Regions from separate parts of the Mus musculus genome. Here region 1 is linked to region 2. Evidence: chromatin contacts called from public promoter capture Hi-C data. All regions are on one chromosome and are shown on one strand. The core of a region is the stretch at or near the end of the contact, and the rest is flanking DNA. Distances in the headings are between cores, read along the strand shown.

Region 1 (4,734 bases), core at 664-3,163, 400 kb before region 2:
GGCTGGCTCACACTCACTGTGTGGTCTGAGCTGGCCCTGTACCTATGAACTTCCTATGTTCTGTGATGACAAATGGGCATTTCTACATCTAGCTGTTTGTAGTTTCCTTGTTTTCATACTGTCAGTGTGTAAACCCAAGGCCTCAAGCTGGGCAAATGCCTTTCAGCTGAACTATGCCCTTAGACCAACTTGGATCCATTTGCTAATTAAGTGGTTGGTTTGCTTTTTGCAAGCCTACATACTTATCTGCCCCATCAAGGGGGTGGACTGTCAAAAGGACTCTGTGTATAAGATGGGTGAGCCATAAGCCCGTCTGTTCCCTGGGTAAGGGGTACTAGCATAGCCTGTACACAGTGAATCTCTGTACCCCTCACAACTGTACAGTTAAAAACACTCCATATTTTTTTCAAAGATTTATTTTTATTTTATGTATGTGAGTACACTGTAGCTGTCTTCAGACACACAAAAAGAGGGCATTGGATCCCATTACAGATGGCTGTGAGCCACCACGTGGTTGCTGGGAATTGAACCTCTGGAAGAGCAGTCAGTGCTCTTAACTGCTGAGCCATGTCTCCAGCCCCGAAAACACTCTATATTTTCTTTTTCCTCATTTGACAGTGGGTAACTGCACGAAGGAATAGAAGTCTCCAAACTCAACCCTCCCTGAGCTGCCCCAGAGCAAAGCTTCATAAACTGTTCCCATGAGCCTCTTTTTGCCTGAGAAGTTTTTATAGGACCCAGGCATATAAGCATATAAAATAAATTACAAATTAAACATTTTCTGATAAAATCATGAAAAAATATTTTAAAGCAATTCTTTGGGAATTGAATGGTCTGTTATCCCAGCACTTGGAAGTCTGAGGCATATAATTGTTACCATTTATTAAGGAATAAAGCAAATGTGCATAGAAATGAGCTAGATGTTCTCAGATGTTTTACATAAAGAATTAAATTATGACAAATATCTGCTGCTACAAGACACAGCATCTTCAATGTTCTTCGAAGTAGATCAATTCTTTGTTTTTATAATTACCAACAGAGAGTACTTCAATTAAATAAATAGAGCAACATGGCAGAAGTATGTTTAGAACCATTTCAGAGTGTCTCAGTTAGAGTTTTACTGCTGTGACCAAGGTAGCTCTTATAAGGACAACATTTAATTGCGGCTGGCTTACAGGTTCAGAGGTTCAGTCCATTGTCATCAAGGTGGGAACATGGCAGCATCCAGGCAGGCATGGTACAGACAGAGCTGAGAGTTCTACATCTTCATCTGAAGGTTGCTAGCAGAATACTGACTTCCAGGCAGCTAGGATGAGGGTCTTAAAGCCCACATCCACAGTGACACACCTACTCCAACCTCTTAATAGTTTCATTCCCTGGGGTGAGCATATACAAACCATCACACAGAGATTGTTGGAAATTCTTTTTAATTTTTCAGTTATCTGTAAGGGGGCCTGGGAGGTGGCTCAGGAGTTGAGAGCACTTGCTGTAATTCCAGAGGACTTGAGTTTGGTTCCAACACCCATGTCAGGCAACTGACAACTGCCTGTAACTCCAGCTCTAGGGAGGCTGACACCGTATTCTGGACTCATGTGGCACCCACATACAGTGGCACATGTTCACACACACACACACACACACACACACACACACACACAGAGAGAGAGAGAGAGAGAGAGAGAGATATCTTTGAAACAAAGCTTTTTAAAAATTATTTTAAATTTTATTATTAGTATGTGCCTGCGTGTGTGTGTGTGTGTGTGTGTGTGTGTGTGTGTGTGTGCACAGCATGTTTGTGGAGGTCAGAGGACAGCTGCTGAGAGTGTACCCTCTCCTGCCATGTGGGGTCTGAGGACTGAGTTAGGGCTTACAGCTTACGCCATCTCTCCAGCCTGCCTGGAAATTCTGTCCTAAAACCAAAGTAAGATTCTTTTCTTGGTCCTTTTCTCCAGTTTTCTGGACTCAGGGTCTCCTGTGGAGCCCCAACTGGGCTTGAACTCGTGAGGATCCCCCTGCCTCTGTCTACCGAATGCAGAAATTAGAATCACGGGCCACCACACCAGGCTTTACTCTGTGATTGCTTTTTAATGACACTTGAGTGAGTCACTCAAATGGCAATTTTTAAAATCAAGCACTTGACACAATATAATCCAAACGTATACTAATTTAATGCCAAGGAGTATCAGTAGGAAAATATTAAGTGTCTTTGTTTTCTGTACTTAAACTGCTGTGTTTCTATAACAGTAAAAACCAAAAGCACGGCAGTCCACAACGCACACAGGCCTGGAGTCTGAGCAGGCGTGTTTGCGACAGTTCTCCTTGCTCGTTGACCTTGCATCCGGGAACTCACACACTGTAATCAGAACCAAGGCTAGGTTAAAACTGCATGGCGCTGTGCAGCAAGAGTGAGCTCTGGCAGAAACAGCTTAGATTTATGAGGCATTTGACTTTGAATTAAATTTTAATTCTAGGGGTTCAGTAACCTTTTACTGCTTCCAGATTTTTTCTGTGCCCTCTCTCGCATTCAGTAGCATAACCCGATATGGGGTGTTGATCCACAGTTTAAGAAACCGAGCTCTAGACAGCCCTAGGGCCATCCCCCTCCCCGGCCCCCCTCCCATTCATCCTTTTGATGCTGATCTGAGGCGATGCATGGCCTACAGTCTTCTAATGTTACTGCCACATGTTTTTCTTTTACAAATTCTAACACGGATTTAGGGGCTCCAGAGAAACTACAGCATGCAAGGAGGCCAGAAGGCCTTTTGTTCAGCAAAAAGTCCCATGTCAGCCCCTTTTCTCTCTACCCTTCCTTGCTTCCTTCCTTCCTTCCTTCCTTCCTTCCTTCCTTCCTTCCTTCCTTCCTTCCTTCTTTCCTTCCTTCCTTTTTTCCTTCCTTCCTTCCTTCCTCTCTTTTGTAATACTCAAGCAAGATTTTGGTTCCCTTTCCTATATAAATTCTTTAAATGTTTTTTTATGCTGAAAAAAAAAAATCTAATCTAAATTCTTTGATCAAGGTTAAGTCAATTCTTTTTCAGTTAACTTACAGAGACCCACCAACCTCTGCCTCCTGAGTGCTGGAATTAAAGTTCCGTACCACCACACTAAATGCAAAACAAATTTTTAAGTTAAAAAAAATTTTTTTTAGTTACAATAAATTAATTTTTACTCATTTTTTTTGACATCAAGGAAGTTAGAAGGTTGTCAAATATTTCCAATCCATTAGATATGGCGGTAGTTGGGTTATGTTCATAGATTTTTTTTTTTCCCAAGATAGGGTTTCTCTGTATAGCCCTAGCTGTCCTGGAACTCACTCTGTAGACCAGGCTGGCTTCGAACTCAGAAATCCACCTGCCTCTGCCTCCTGAGTGCTGTGATTAAAGGTGTGTACCACCACGCCTGGCTTATGTTCTTAGATTAAAAAAAAAATTATTTATTCTCTCATATATTACATCCTGATAGCAGTTTTTCCTCTTTCCTCTCCTGCCAGTCCCCCTCATCCCATCCTCCTTGTTTTCCTTCAGAAAAAGGGGTGGATGCCTCCCTTGGATATCAACCAAATTGGCATGCCAAGTCCCAGTAAGACTAGGCACCTCCCCTCACATTAAGCCTGGATGCGGCATCTCAGGAGGAAAAGGATCCCGAAAGCAGGCAAAAAGGTCAGAGACAGCCCCTGTTCCCATTGTTAGGAGTCCCACAAGAAGACCAAGCTACACAACTATAACAAATATGCAGAGGACCTAGGTCACACCCATGCAGGCTCCCTGGTTGTCAGTTCAGTCTTTGTGAGCTCCCATGAGCCCAGGTGGGTTGATTCTGTCAGTTTCCCTGTGGTGTCCTTGACAAGTCTGTCTTCTACAATTCCCTGCTGCAGGATTCACCCAGCTCCCTCTAATGTTTGGCTGTGGGTCTCTGCATCTGTTTCCATCAGTTGCTGGGTAGAACTCTGATGACGATTATGCTAGGCTCCTATCTATGAATATAGCAGAATATCACTAGGAGTCATCTCTCTCTCTCTCTCTCTCTCTCTCTCTCTCTCTCTCTCTCCTCTCCTCTCCTCTCCTCTCCCTTCTCCCTCTCTCCCTCTTCCTCTCCTCTTCCCCCTCTCTCCCTCTCCTTCTCCCTCCCCCCTCTCTGCCTGCTTGCCTTCCTTCCTTCCTTCCTTCCTTCCTTCCTTCCTTCCTTCCTTCCTTCCTTCCTTCCTTCCTTTTTCTCTTGCCAGAGTTTTTGGATTCACCCTGGGTCTCTGGGGAATCCAGCCCCTGCTTCCTGGCCCTCCAGGCTCCAGGTGGAGTCAGGGTTGGGCTCCCTCTCCTGGCATCCTGGCATGGGTCTCAAGCTGGACCAGTCATTGCTTGGCTGCTCCCACAATTTCTGGGCTACCTTTATCCCGGCATGTCTTGCAGGCAGGACAAATTGTAGGGCAAAGGTCTTGTGTCTGCGTTATGTCATAATCCCTTCACTGGTTACAGGTAGCCAGTTCAGACTTGTATCCCCCCCCCCCTTCCTAGGAAGCACCACACCAAGCTCAAAACTTTTTTTTTTTTTAAGTTAGAATTTTTTTTTTACAACTTAGTTTAGGAGAAAATTAGATTTTATTTTTTTAGAACAAATGTATTGAGTCAATCACAGCATGTAAAGCACCTTGGGATTAGAAAATTGAGGAGTGGTTTGGCTGCACCATTGATTTGTTTGAGAGGTAGATTTTTTTTTACTATTTGTAATTATTCGTAGGTA
Region 2 (4,833 bases), core at 1,223-3,722:
ATGTGTTGTACAGGTCAGGCAAGCACTCTATCACTATGTAACCCTAGCTCCCATGTTTTTCTTTCTTTTTTTTTTTTTGGTTTTTTTTTTTTTTTTTTTTTTGGTTTTTTGTTTCAGAGTTTCTCTGTGTAGTCTTGGCTGTCCTGGAACTCACTCTGTAGACCAGGCTGGCCTCGAACTCAGAAATTCACCTGCCTCTGCCTCCCAAGTGCTGGGATTAAAGGCGTGAGCCACCACGCCCGGCTCCCATGTTTTTCTTAAAAGATACCCACAAGGGTAATATATGATTAAGGGGTGGGGGCTGAAAGTATAGTAGTGGGGTTTTCTGGGTTTTGTTTTTAATTTTAAAAAAATTGTATTCAATATTTTAAAGATTTATTTATTTATGCATTTATACAAATACAGGTCCTTTCCTGCATGTACACCAGAGGATGGCATCACACAGCTGTGAGCTGCCATGCAGGTTCTGGGAATTGAACTCGGGACCTTTGGAAGAACAGCAAGTACTCTTAACCACTGAGCCATGTCTCCAGCCCATAACTGTTTTTATTTGTAACTATTATAGTATCAAAATTGTATGTGATATAGCACTGTGTGGTAGTTTGACAGTTTTCCTCGTTTGTGCTGCATAAAATAATGATGCACCTTATAAGCTGACATAAATGCTGGGCTGGATGCATACACACCAATTTTAAAAAGTCAAATTTGCCAGCCTGGTCTACCAAGCAAACTCCAGTACAGCCAGGGAACATGAGAGACCCTTATCTCAAACAAAACAAAACAAAACAAAACAACTGAATAGATCTAAAGTTCTGTAAAATCCACACGCCGGGCAGTGAACAGTGTAGGGAAACCGAACACTTGCCATCAGAGTGGTCGAGAGTATTCTAGACCTGATGGAATCAATGAATCTTCAATACTGTGAGAGTGATTAATACATTTGTGTCTCAGCATACCTAGATATATGGTGAAAAGAATAAAAGAAAAAAAAAGCTGAGAAATCCTACAAACCAAGATATTAAATGAAACTAAAGAGTTAAGCTTGATGCCAGACTGTGGCATCAAATTGTGAGTTCAAGGCCAGCATGGATAACAGAGTGAGTTTGATGCAAGCCTCAAAAAATTATGGAGACTCTTAACAGGCTGAGGCTATAGCTCAATAAGTTATACAGTTTTCTGGCTAAATCCCCAAGCCAGGAAAAGAAAAATCAAACAAGACAAACTAAAGGGAAATGCAGTGAATAAGGAAAGAATAAATGAACATGAAATGGAATTAATATGCTCCTATGTAAACTTTTTCCCCTTTGGTCAGTCTTGGTAGATAGTCCAAGGTGAGTTTAAATCTAGGCCCTCCGACCTCAGCCTTCCCATGTGCTGGAATTATAATCACTAATCACTCTCACCAGCTAAAACGGTCCTTTTAACTTTCTGAAATTGTATATACCTTATTAGTGAAAAGCAAACAAACAAAAAACCCTTACACACATAAATAAAACATCACACACCAAAAGCTTTCTTCACAACTCAACCAACTTCTATACAGTTAGAAGAGGCATTCCAAATGGAAACTATCAAGTTTCACATTAAAGTATTACACTTTCATTATCAAATATATTTTACCTACCACCAAAACCAAAAGAAAAAAACATGAGAAATTGAAAAACTCTATATCCTTTTGTAAATGATGTTAATCTACCTGCAGTCAGTTCTTCCCCATCCTCATAATCAATAGGAAAAACAAAAAAACAAAAAAACTTTAGTAGAACAAAATGCTGCAGCCCAGGGACATATGAAAGACGCTCCACCTGCAACAGCTAACATTTTCAGGATGGGGCTCAGGCTCGGGTTCATCTTCAGCCTAAAATTAAGATGAAAATACTAGTAATATCTACCTTTAGAAAAATGTAGAGAACCAGACATAAAAGGAAAATAATTACGTGATACATATGGACTTGGTATCTTCTTTGGAGAAGCGTTCACGTTAAGAGGTATTTTTTTAGTCTTTAGAGAGAAAAGTTCAGAGCGACGCACACAGAAAAGTGATATGAAATGGGGGGGGGGGTAGGGGTGTTAAAATATGGTGGCCTCTTTATTACTCGATATTTTGCAGCGTATTTCTTACGTTAGGGAAAACGCTCCGTAGTGTTTAAAATACTCTCCAGCTTCAAGGCAGGCCGCCGCGCACAGCTCGATTTGCCTGTGACTTCCACTTCCGTGGCGCGGAAACTTCCTAAGGATGGAAACTGCAGCCTAAACTCCCACAAACTTGGGCGGTGACGACAGCCTACGCGAACCCCGTGATGCCCCTCGCCTCCCAGGCTCCTACCCCGCAGCCCCGCCTTTGCATACGCGGTGGGGCGGGCCTTGCTCAAACCACGGGTACGATTGGTCCTTGAGGAGAGGTGGGTGGATCAGCGCTGTGGCGTCATGACCTCGCGCAGGGAAAAGGCGCGCGCCTAGGAAGCCGCGGCATTAGACGGTTGCGGGCGCAGAGGGTTGGTAGTTGTCGCTGTAGGCCTTCGCTGCCGCTTCTGCATCGTGAATCGGGGGACCTTGGCAGCCAGACCTCGTTCCTCTTAGAGTAGCTCTCATCTAGTCGCCACAACTCCGCCACCATGTTTGAGGCACGCCTGATCCAGGGCTCCATCCTGAAGAAGGTGCTGGAGGCTCTCAAAGACCTCATCAATGAGGCCTGCTGGGACGTCAGCTCGGGCGGCGTGAACCTGCAGAGCATGGACTCGTCTCACGTCTCCTTGGTACAGCTTACTCTGCGCTCCGAAGGCTTCGACACATACCGCTGCGACCGCAACCTAGCCATGGGCGTGAACCTCACCAGGTGAGCGGGTGGCGGGAGCGGGGCCCCACTCTTCCCGCTTCCGCTCTTGGCGGGGCTGTGACTCTGCACGCTCATTGGCTGGCTTGGCCATCCGCGCTTTCTGATTGGTCTATGGTGTCGGGGGCAGCCCTCACCAAAGCGCGCGGTTCCGAAAAGCCCGCGCTGGCAGTGGCGCCCACTCTGTTTCCGCGCCAAAGCCACAAAGCGGGAGTCCGCGGGAAAATGAGTGCTCCGGAGCTGTGCTCATTAAATGCCTGCAGCTTTGAGTGGCTGGTCTTAGCGCCTAATAAACGAGTCTTAGTGCAAATGTAATGTCGACTTAGAGTGACAATAGACCTTTTCTTGACTTCCAGAGTCTCACTGCGCATCATGGATTTGAGGGGAAATCTGTCAGTTTTAGCTTTTAACTTTGCTACAGCTACCTAGGTTAGTGCCTCCTGTATACGTGTTCAAGGACAGTGTGTGACTTATTTTAGTACAGATACATGGATTAGTGCCACTTGTATACATTTTGAAAGATTTACGAAAAGGCCAGACGTGATGGGGCACATTCTCCAGTACACTAGAAACCAAGGACACCCCGCTCAAAAAGATGCTTTCTCGAATGTTGGCTTTTAGTGCATTTTACTAAGTCGGTTTTAAGAATCACATATACCCGGTAATTTGCTTCACCCCTGAGAGAGTTTGGGGTACCCTTAGCCCCTTTAACAGTTCTCCAACCGTGAGTGTGAAATGGTACAACTTGTAATTGCTTTTTAAAATATAGATGTGGATTACATGTTGATAAAGCCTGTCTTTTTTTTTTTCCCCCCTAGCATGTCCAAAATTCTAAAATGTGCTGGTAATGAAGACATCATTACATTAAGGGCTGAAGATAATGCAGACACCTTAGCACTAGTATTCGAAGCACCAAGTAAGTTAAACACCTTTAAAACTCGGTAGTTACGTGTTGTTTCTGTTTCTCAAAACCAAAAAAAAATATTAACAATATTGTAAAATTTCCATCATAGATAGGACCGTGTGGTGTGCTTTGGTAACATTTTCCTTCTTTTGGTAGATCAAGAGAAAGTTTCAGACTATGAAATGAAGTTAATGGACTTAGATGTGGAGCAACTTGGAATCCCAGTGAGTTACCTTGTTTCTGATTGTGTGTTACCCTGCTGTGATACCAGCTGATGCGTGTTCTGAGTGGAGTGGTGGTATTGGGGATGAATGGCACACTGCCATTTCACTAAACCACAGCAGTCTAAAGTTGATTGAGTTTTAAAGAAACCAGAAGTCTTGCATTCTGAGTTCTGGTTAAGATGCTAAATCTTGAGAACATGAAGCTGAGCCTTCCCCCTTTTCTAGACTGACCTTTAACTTGTGGGTTTACAGGAACAGGAGTACAGCTGTGTAATAAAGATGCCGTCGGGTGAATTTGCACGTATATGCCGAGACCTTAGCCACATTGGAGATGCTGTTGTGATATCCTGTGCAAAGAATGGGGTGAAGTTTTCTGCAAGTGGAGAGCTTGGCAATGGGAACATTAAGTTGTCACAAACAAGTAATGTGGATAAAGAAGAGGAGGCGGTGAGTAGTAAGGGGGCGTCCAGTTAGGTGTCTGAAGCAGGGATGGAGCCTCGGCTTTTGTTTTTATTTATTCATTCATTTTGAGATGGAGTCTTGAGTAGACCAAGCTATCTTAGAGCTCAGAGACGACTCCATAAGCTTTTACAGGTAGCATTTGGAAAGCTAAGTGTACAGCCTTTTGCTTCCTGGAAATACTCTTGGCAAATAAGTGAGGGTTGGCAAGTGAGCAAAAGAAAATGGTTGGGGGTGTATGTAGCTTTATGTGTTGCAGGTTCAAGAGTATTTGCAGTCCCAAGGGAAATAAGAAAGACTTCACAAAATGTGGAAAGAGTTGTATTAAATGCTCTTGACAGTTACATCCATAGAGAAAGCTGGGCATGATGTCTCAAACCCACAACTGTAGTACTCAAAGCTACAGCAGGAAG

Evidence for each region. Promoter capture Hi-C pulls out the DNA fragments that hold promoters and counts their contacts.
Region 1: a promoter capture Hi-C map of cranial neural crest shows a contact between it and region 2. The contact joins the enhancer-like site here to the promoter of Pcna in region 2. A contact is called at or near these places in 1 of 39 promoter capture datasets (cranial neural crest) and 4 of 115 datasets of contacts at active chromatin or transcription factors (effector CD8 T cells, embryonic stem cells, large pre-B cells and 1 more).

What each region holds. Positions count from the first base shown.
Region 1 is chr2:132,650,415-132,655,148 of GRCm38.p6, reverse strand. AU019990 (expressed sequence AU019990) reads right to left here. Exons shown (of 6, transcript NR_033468.1): 6 at 2,082-2,353. Among named protein-coding and RNA genes, the nearest start is that of Shld1, 34 kb to the left of the region's middle. Within about 2 kb of position 1,913, at least 29 of the 459 cell types and tissues checked have an H3K27ac peak or open chromatin away from gene starts, as enhancers often do. A contact at or near this core is called in embryonic stem cells, where this site is marked.
Region 2 is chr2:132,250,819-132,255,651 of GRCm38.p6, reverse strand. It overlaps Pcna (proliferating cell nuclear antigen), which reads left to right and starts at 2,472. Exons shown (of 6, transcript NM_011045.2): 1 at 2,472-2,836; 2 at 3,652-3,749; 3 at 3,894-3,961; 4 at 4,214-4,408. The coding sequence starts at 2,616. It also overlaps a transcript of Cds2 not described here.